Linked DNA regions of Mus musculus: regions 1 and 3 are each linked to region 2. The links are chromatin contacts, called in public Hi-C maps. All regions are on one chromosome and are shown on one strand. The core of a region is the stretch at or near the end of the contact, and the rest is flanking DNA. Distances in the headings are between cores, read along the strand shown. Region 1 has its middle 100 kb from the start of Gm31542. Region 2 has its middle 17 kb from the start of Pitx1. Region 3 overlaps Ddx46 (DEAD box helicase 46).

Region 1 (3,240 bases), core at 433-2,932, 160 kb before region 2:
TCTCTTACCCTCTTCAGCTTCACTCTGAGTCTCCTGAGGTCAGGGATGCTAAAGGGCACCACTTAGCAACCAATGTACCCAGAAAATACTGGTTGAATGAGTCAGTCAAGACGTAATCAAAAGGGTAGCCGTGGGATGCCAGTGTCTGCTCATCCTATCTCCATGGGGTGAAGAGACGGTCCTACCCCTTCGCTGAAGTAAGCAATAATTACAACGTGCCTCCCACTGAGATGCCAGCAGCTAGAGGATCAAATACTTTATGGGTCTGCTAGCAAGGCAGGATCCCATACAGAACTCCTAACAATGGGGCAGAAACAGTAGATTGTGCTGCTGTAGGACCTGAATTAATTACTCAGCAGTCTCTCCCTCTATCTCTGCTTCCTTTAGTTGTCACATGCCTGTTCTTGCTTCCTTTCTCTTGCTGTGATGAAGCACTCTGACAGAAAGCAACTTGCAAGGAGGAAAGGGTTTATTTGGCTCCTTTCAAGTTCAAGTTCATCACTGAGGGGAACTGGGGTGGGAACTCAAGGAAGAGCGGGAGGTAGAAACCACATAGGAATACTGCCTGATGGCTGGCTCACTAACTTTCTCACGGGCTCACCTTCAGCCAGCTCTACTTCTCAGGACCACCTAGCCAGGGAATGGTGCCGCCCACAGTGGATTGAGTCGTCCTATTTTGACAACAATCAAGACAATCCCCACGGGCATACACATAGGGCAGTCTGATTTAGGCAATCTTCCCATTAAGACTTCATCCTAAGGTGACCCCAGTCTGTGTCAGGTTGACAATGGCTAAGAGAAGGCAAGCTCACAGTGTGGCTGAAAGAATTGAATGAGATGCTATCAATAAAGAACTCACACTAAAATACACCCAGGGCTCTAACAGTAAGTCAGGAGAACAAAGTGCATTCTAAATGCTGAAAATGCTCTCGCCTAGAGCACAAGGTGCATGGGCTACACCAAAGAGGGCGGAAACTCCTCACAGTAAGCAGCCCACCTGGATATTTAGGCTGACACCATGACCTTAGCCTGGAAATGAGGCTGCTGGGGATCTGGGGAACCCTATGCAGGGTACATACATTGAGACAAGAGGACAAGGCCACTGTTGTGTTGTTCCCAATACAGCCTTGTTGACACGCCTAGCCTCTCATAATTGCACTCCCTCTTGCTGGCTGCTAGGAGGATCAGAGTCTAACTTACAGCCTTGTTCCACCAGGAGCATGTGCCCTCGGCGTTTACCATACCGCAGGGCAGGAGGCATGGCTACCTTGATATTGCCCTTCCTCATCATGTTCACAGATCTACAGACACATACCGATAACTTCCCTGGCAGGGAACCCTTGGCTTAGCTTCCTTTTTCCTCGTCCCGGTGTTTTCTTATTCAGTGTCTGTCCTAATACAGCGCGTGTATTTCTCGGACCGCTTCCGATCCTATTCTGTGTGAAGTGGGGCACAAGTAAGAAGAGCGAAGAGAGCCTGGCCTGTGAAGGAGCCATGGAAGCAGCTTTCCCACAGCTTTGGCGATGGAAGGCTCTGCTGACCTTTCCTGCCCCATCCACCTCTGGGAAGATACTGGCAGTGAAGGTCCCGTTTGTCCTTAAGAGGCCTTGCTACCAGGCTGCTCCTGGGATTGTATTACCTCCAGGCCCCACGGAAAGGTTGCCTAGCAACACCTACCAGCTTCATGCCTCTAAATCCCTCATTTGTGTCTTACATGCAAGCAGCACACTCTTCCCTGACCCTGGACAGCAGCCAGCCCTCCCACACCACTCTCTCCAGAGCAGGGCTGAGCCTCTCATCTGGACAGGTAGAAACCCGGGGCAGGACCTTGCTCCCTTTTGGAGCGAGACTCCAGTCTGTTGACCATAAGCAGAGATAAGCAAGCAGACGCTCTGAAGCTTTGGGAGCCGACATGCATGTGCTAGGGGGACAGCAGAGAGAGAAAAGAGGGTAGCCAAAGCTTGAATCCCAAACAGCCATTCCAGTACCTGCTACCTCATTCAGGCAGTGTTTCATTCAGAAGGTTCAAAAGCAAGCAGGCATGGGAATAAATGGAGGCTTATGTAAGATGGCATCTCAACGGTGGGAAAAATAAACACAGTATTCTAAAACAAGACGGTGTTACACATCTGTGGAAGCAGAGACAAGAAGCCATGTGGGGGGAGAGAGCTTTGCAATACGCAGATTTCACCTTGCAAATCTCAAGGAGCTGTGGGGGGCTGCAGGGAGGACCCCAGTCATATACAGTAGGCCCAGGTGTAGACAAGCTCTTGCTAATGCCTTTTCATGTAAGAAGTTTGCCAGGCTGCCATCTTGCTGCCAGGACTCCAGATTCACCCTGCCCCACCGGGCATCCTCTGGATTGGATTAACTTGGGCAATATTGGAGGAGGCCAAGGTCTCCAAAGGAAAGCGTCTTTCCTCTTGTCACCTGGAGGAGACGCTGTTCTCTCTCCTGCTGGGCCTAAAGCTAGCCAACGCCATCTGGCCTCTGTCTCCCAGCCAAAAGTTAAAACTCTAAACATTACGCACATAAAAAGCTAAAGAGTCATTTTAGCTCTCTATGACGAAATCTATTTTCAATAATAAAATGAAGACCAGACAAGGAGAGAAGGTCAAACCAAGAAAACTCCGGAGCTCTGCTGTCCAACATGGCCCCCGCTGGCCACTTAGATCTGATTACATTGAAATTTAATTAAACTCCAATAGCATTTAAAACTCAAGCCCTTTTAGCTCAGCAGCTGCAGAGACTATTTCAAAACCTGAAGCACCCTGCCAGAGTAGTGGTTATCACACCAGAAATGTATAAGGTTCTGCTGGCTGGACGATAGTATGTGGGAACATCCTGTGAATGGGCTAGGGTCACAGTGTCCTGGTGACAGGCCCTGTTGGATGCCCACGTGCCCCTGACCATGGTTCTAACCTGAGCCAAGTCTCCAGTTAGAGAAAAACTCTGCAGCTGAAGCCCAAGCTATTCTGGAACTTGTTCTACCATTAATTCTCTCGTTCTGAGGTGAGAAAGAACCTACAACCTCTCTCTCTGAAGAAAAAATATTCCCGTGTTGCTTTGTGGCACAGTGAGCAGAATGCCCCACCTCCCCCCAGTAAATGTATGCTTCCCCAGGGTTTGTGAATGTGAATGTATTTAGAAAAAGTCTTTACAGAAGTACTTAATGAATGCTCATAAGACCTAGGCCATGCTGATATACACAGTTGTCCCAGGTCTTGAGACCTAGGCCAC
Region 2 (2,976 bases), core at 473-2,972:
GAGACCTTGTCCACAGCTATGATGGTTTCCTTGGTTCCAGGCACTGTAAGGCATGGTTCATACAAGAAGCACACAACAAGACCCTTAGCATATATGAACTGCCTACCCTCCCCCAAGAGCCACACCAGAGGCTAGACTTTGAAGTCACCCTGTCTACCTCTGTCTGTCAGATCAGGCCATGGCTCCTACGGCCAGTTTGCTCGTTTGATCCTGGGACAATCACCCTCCGAGAGAATTTAATATATGTAGAACTTGCTTGCCCAACACTGCAAGCCCATTTCTCTCTTTCAGTATAAAACTGAGTCATGGTTCCTTCTCCATGAACTAGCTCAGCACACAGGAAAGACAAGCAACAATTGTGTCCCAGGACCCAGGGACTCAGGGTGACTCCCACTCCAGGGTCTGTGGGCCTTAACTGTGGGTCAAAGTGAAATACCCGGATCAACACGTGCAAACCTTCCCCAAAGGACCTCTCCCCTCCTCTCTCCCTTGCATGCCCCTCCTCCCACTCACTCTATTGTACATGTCCCCAGGAAGCAATCCCCTTAGAAGGGACTAACCATCCCCAGCAAGGTTAACTGGTATCCCAAATGCTAACACCAGCCCCGAGCTAGCGTCCCATAAAGCAACTTGCTCCCAACGGAATTGCCTCTGCATTTCCCAGCAGAGCAGCTCAGCTCAGTGTAAATAGGCTGTCTCAGGGCTCACTACGTCACCTCACTCTGGCAAGTTATGGATGGCACTACAGAATCGCCGTCATAAATACAGCCCCTCGGTTAAACAAAGCCGACAGCTTTGTGCCAATAACCTTTGAACCACTCAAGCCCAGTGTCAATTGTATTTGTCTTTGAGCTGAGGTTTACTCTAGACTGTTTGCTAAATCAGGGCTCATCTGCGGAGATAATTCAAATATATTACAGGCAGCAGGCAGACAGGAGGCCCTCCCCCACATGACCTCAGTCTGGGTCTCTGCCACAGCAGCCTATACGGCAAGTTAGACTAGGAAAGGGCAAGGAGAGCAAGAAGGGATGTTGGAGCCTGGATGAGAACAGGGGCTCCTCCGCCGCTCTGGCATCCTCACAGAGCCTGTTTCTCCCGGAGGAGTCCAGGGCTGTCTTCCTGGAACACAGGGAATCCATGCTCAGAAAGTTGTTTGCACATACGATCAGACCCTAGAATGAAATCAGCTTTGCACATGGAAACCTTGCAAGGATAGAAGTCTAGACGAAGCCCCTAGCCTGTGTGGACAAGAACCTCCAAGTCCTTCTGGGGCAAGAAGGAAGACTGAACAACACTTTTATGTGGGGACAGGGCAGACAAACATGCGGAACAAAAGCCAGGCAAGAAAGAGGAGAGCACTCTGGTCAAACCAGCTGCAGTTGCTACTGCCCAGGAAGACTGGCTAGTTTGTACCCCGTGCCGGCTATAGAACTGGCCCTGGGCTGAGGCCAAGAAAACAGAACTCAGGCGAGGCTCCTTCCTCGGTCATTCCCAGTTTGGCCCACTCGCCTTCTGAATCTGGAGCCCTCTCGGCCCTGCCTTCCTCTCCTACCCCTCACCATTTGAGGGGCTCTGTCCAATGCCGCGCCCCTGGCAGGAGCCCAGCCACCACCACCCCTCCCATCACCGGAAGTGGAATCGAAGCCAGGGAAGTACCTTGCTCTGCTTCATCTCCTGATAGTGAAGCTACAGGCTTGACAGGTCAGGAGGTGAGGGCGGGGGATCAGGGTGTTGAGGGCTGTGTTTAGATTATGTCCCATGAGCCTCTTTGAAACTCAACAAGGAACAGGCTGAGAAGAGTGGGCGGGGCAACGAGTGAATTCAGCTGTATCATGGTCAACAGAGGCCGAGCAGCTGTGTGCCCTCTGGCTGTCATGGGCAGCCTTCTGTCCCTTCTATCGGTAAAACATCCATCTCTTGCTCGGCCTAAAGATCCAGTAAGATCTTGAAGTGTGCTTGCCTGCAGAAAGAACTGCTGCTGCCCTTGAGATTAGAGGCTGGCTGTCTTTTATCCAACAAGGAAGAGAGAGCCAAGAGAGCACTCCAGGTTCCATGCCTGCTTCCTCGCAGAACCCTGTCGCCTGGAATCATGGGATAAGAGTTTTATACAATGTAACAGCTCTGCTTGCAGTCCACTCCATATGGAAACTCTGGACGCGCATGTGAGTTAAGCCATGAGGCCAGCTCCACCCTCTACCTCCATCAGTACATCAGAAATTTGGGGAGGCCCTAGGCAGGACCAGAGTCTAAGAGTTTGCTCTCACTTACCTTGAGGAGACTCACCCCTCCTTGGGATGTGGAGATGTGAGAAACCGCTTCATCTCTTCTAGCACCTGGGAGGAGGGAGACAGACAGAGGTCGCTAGGGTTCGGTGCCTGGAGCATCTCTCTGCCATCTCTACACCTAACAGGAGCAGCAGAAAGCAGCAGCAACGCCTGGGCTGAGCAGGGGGAGACAGCGGACATTTATAAATGACCCTCTTAGCTGTTTACAAGACACCTTCTGAAAGAAAGCAGAGGAGGAGAAATAAACTTGAAGTAGGGACCCTGGCGGGAGTCTGCGATGCGCTTTGATAAGCCAGCTGCACCAGCATTTCTTCCCCAGATTTTATGGCCAACTTTACAGCCCTGTGTTTGGGACTCTTTATCAGGGGCCGGAAGGGGGGAGCAAGCAAGATCCCAGACAAGAAGCCTTCCCCCAACAACTTCTCCAGCAGATACAACCTCATCTGGAGATCAAGATAGCCTGTGTCCCCTCCAGTCCCGGCAGTTGTGTCCCTGTCTCCCCCACCCCCAACATCCAGATCTGGGGTAGACAAGACATTCCTCAGTGTGGCAGTAAACAGGCAGATCCCGGCCCTCTCGGGAAACCTTAACGGGAGAGGAGTCATGAGAAGTCAAAAGCAGAGCCCATTCCATTAAGACGTGGATGCCTTGTCCCAGAACCCCCTAAAGGCAGGCAGGGTGTCTCAGGGAC
Region 3 (3,027 bases), core at 525-3,024, 170 kb after region 2:
AAACTGGATTTTTTTATCCATAATTTTTGGGGAGTGAAACATTTAGGAGCTTTAAATTTTTAAATTTTAGAATATTTGCACAGACATTATCAATTGAAAGCATGCAGTACAGTGGTGGGCCATGCCGTGATCCTAGCACTGGGGCTTGAAAGACACATGTTCAGCATCAGGTCACCAAAGCAAAGTTTCAGATTCGAGCCTGGGGATGCTTGTCTGCTCCATGTAAACCATGCATGGCACCGTGGATCGGGATGCTCACTGCTCCGTAGAAGCCATGCATGGCTAACATGACTAATTGGTTTTCTAAAAGAGGCACACAGAGATCTTCTGAAGGAAAGTATCATAGAATCCTGTATTGGATTCTTTTTTTTTGTGCTCAATTTAACTCCTGGAAAGGATCTACATTGAAATAGTGTCTGGCCGGGTGTGGTGGCGCACGCCTTTAATCCCAGCACTTGGGAGTTAGAGAGAGACAGATTTCTGAGTTTGAGGCCAGCCTGGTCTACAAAGTGAGTTCCAGGATAGCCAGGGCTACACAGAGAAACCCTGTCTCAAAAAAAAAAACCAAAAAACAAAAACAAAAAAAACAACCAAACAAAAAAGAAAGCAGTGTCTGAAGCACACTTTCACACAGGACACTTGTAAACTTGGTGTGTAGGAAGTAGACAGGAGGATAAGCAGTTCACAGTCCCCCGTGGCTACCCAGAGAATGCAAGGCCAGCCTAGGCTGTGAGAAACCCTGCTTTTTAAAAAAGAAAAAGACTCTTTCCATTTCTGGATCTTCACGGCAACAGCAGCAATGGCTCGGAACAAATTACTTAATACCTGAGACTCGATGCCCAGGTTCTTCTGAGCGTTGATTCTGAGAGCCAATCTCTTGGCGATTTCTAGCTTCTCAGCATTGCCTGCAGTGGGCGCGGGCACGCTGGATGTGCCGGGTGCAGCCATGTCCTTTACTCTCTTCTTTGAATTAAACATGCTTTCAATCTGTTCATCAATCTAGGACAGGAGAGAAAAACAAATCAAGGATTAGTAAACACCGCATTAGAAATACTAACCGAGGGCTGGCGAGATGGCTCAGTGGGTAAGAGCACCCAACTACTCTTCCAGAGGTCCTGAGTTCAAATCCCAGCAACCACATGGTGGCTTACAACCACCCGTAACAAGATCTGACACCCTCTTCTGTGGTGTCTGAGGACGGCTACAGTGTACTTACATATAATAATTTATAATAAATATATAAATAATAATATTTAAAAAAAAAGAAATACTAACTGAGCTGGGCGGTGGTGGCGCACGCCTTTAATCCCAGCACTTGGGAGGCAGAGGCAGGCAAATTTCTGAGTTTGAGGCCAGCCTGGTCTACAGAGTGAGTTCCAGGACAGCAAGGGCTGGGCTACACAGAGAAACCCTGTCTCGGAAAACAAAACAAATTTTTTTTGTACATTGTATTTATGTGAGTTTTGAGGGCTTATATGTCTGTGCACCATGCCTGGTGTATTTCACATGGTTGGGGCCTGACGAGGTCAGAAGAGGACGTAGGATCCCCAGGGACCATGATTAGTGATGCTTGTGAGCCACCATGTGGATGCTGGGATTAACCCGGGCCCTCTGGAAGAGCAGTAAGTGCTTTAAACCAGTCACCTCTGCAGCCCAGATCTTGACCTTTGACTCTCCTGCCCCGTCTTCCAAGTGCAGGGGCTACCGGGGATACAGGCTTGCATCACCGCACTCAGTTCACTGCTAGAGATCAGACCAGCAACCACTCTACCAACTGAGCCACATCCCTGGCCTATTTTTTTGAATGAAGAAAAATGGGTTGATGTAGTGGCATGTACTTCTAATCCCAGCACTCCAGAGACTGGGACAGGAGGATCACCAGTTGGGAGGCCAGGGCAGGCTACGTAACAACTCCCAGTCCAACAAATAAACAAAGACAGGGATAAGGAAATGAAGACTGGCTTCCCTATGAGCAAGAGCAACAGTGAAGCCTTCAATTCTCAGAAGTCATGCGAACCATAGATACTTAGCTATACTCTCACCAAAACAGGAAACGACAGATCGCTTGCTATTGATGTGTGGGTGTGTGCGTCTCAAAGGACACATGGTGGAGCTGGCTTTTCCTCCCATCCTTACATGGGTTCTGGGGAGAGAACTCAAAAGTGGCCAGGGTTACATGGCAAGCGCCTTCTCCAAGTCATCTCTCCAGCTTCCACATCTTTTGTTTTGTTTGTTTGTTTTTGTTTTTTGAGACAGGGTTTATCTGTATAGCCCTGGCTGTTCTGGAACTCACTTTGTAGACCAGGCTGGCCTCGAACTCAGAATCTGCCTGCCTCTGCCTCCTGAGTGCTGGGATTAAAGGCGTGCACCACCACGCCTGGCACGTCTTTTGTTTTAAAGGATGTCTTTCAACAGGGCTTGGTGAGGTGGCTCAGAGGGGTGAAGGCACTTGCCATGAAACCTGGTGATCTAGCAGGGCCGTGGTGGTGCATGCCTTTAATCCCAGCACTCAGAAGGCAGACAGGGCTACATAGAGAAACCTTGTCTTGAAAACAAAAACAAAACAAAACCAAACCAAACCAAAAAAAAAAAAAAAAAACCAAAACCAAAACCAAAAAAACCCCCACCAAACAAACAAACAAAAAAGAAACCTGGTGACCTGAGCCTGAGCTCCAGGATCTACAGGAAAGGAGAGAACTGAGTCAACCACACTGTTTTCCGACTTTCGCATACATGCCACGGTGCGCGCACGCATACACACGCACGCACACACGCACGCACACACCCCATCAAGTTAATAGAACAGAACTACAAAAACACAAAGGACAAAACAAAAACCAGCTTTGCCCACAATGAGCTGAGGCACCATGACGGAGGTCGCAGAGCTGCCCTCTTCAGAGCAGCTCAGATGTTGTGGCTGTCTTCTCCAATGAAATGGTCTGCATTTAGCTTCTTTTTTTTTTGGTTTTTCAAGACAGGGTTTCTCTGTGTAGCGCTGGCTGTCCTGGAACTCACTCTGTAGAACAG

Evidence for each region. Hi-C and Micro-C count contacts between places; a contact is called where the count stands out from the background.
Region 1: a contact with region 2 is called in a Hi-C map of the N1E-115 cell line, with 1.7 times the contacts expected there. The contact joins two enhancer-like sites. A contact is called at or near these places in 2 of 484 Hi-C or Micro-C datasets (the N1E-115 cell line and embryonic stem cells).
Region 3: a Hi-C map of the N1E-115 cell line shows a contact between it and region 2, with 4 times the contacts expected there. The contact joins two enhancer-like sites. A contact is called at or near these places in 1 of 39 promoter capture datasets (embryonic stem cells), 1 of 15 datasets of contacts at CTCF or cohesin (embryonic stem cells), 8 of 484 Hi-C or Micro-C datasets (the N1E-115 cell line, embryonic stem cells and reprogramming fibroblasts), 2 of 115 datasets of contacts at active chromatin or transcription factors (embryonic limb bud and stem cell-derived neural progenitor cells) and 3 of 9 other capture datasets (adipose tissue, liver and pancreatic islet).

The regions. Positions count from the first base shown.
Region 1 is chr13:56,009,108-56,012,347 of GRCm38.p6, reverse strand. No RefSeq gene overlaps it. Among named protein-coding and RNA genes, the nearest start is that of Gm31542, 100 kb to the right of the region's middle. Within about 2 kb of position 1,682, at least 21 of the 459 cell types and tissues checked have an H3K27ac peak or open chromatin away from gene starts, as enhancers often do. A contact at or near this core is called in the N1E-115 cell line, where this site is marked.
Region 2 is chr13:55,846,782-55,849,757 of GRCm38.p6, reverse strand. No RefSeq gene overlaps it. Among named protein-coding and RNA genes, the nearest start is that of Pitx1, 17 kb to the right of the region's middle. Within about 2 kb of position 1,722, at least 24 of the 459 cell types and tissues checked have an H3K27ac peak or open chromatin away from gene starts, as enhancers often do. A contact at or near this core is called in the N1E-115 cell line, where this site is marked.
Region 3 is chr13:55,671,913-55,674,939 of GRCm38.p6, reverse strand. Ddx46 (DEAD box helicase 46) reads right to left here. Exons shown (of 23, transcript NM_001282055.1): 19 at 823-999. Among named protein-coding and RNA genes, the nearest start is that of B230219D22Rik, 20 kb to the left of the region's middle. Within about 2 kb of position 1,774, at least 13 of the 459 cell types and tissues checked have an H3K27ac peak or open chromatin away from gene starts, as enhancers often do. A contact at or near this core is called in the N1E-115 cell line, where this site is marked.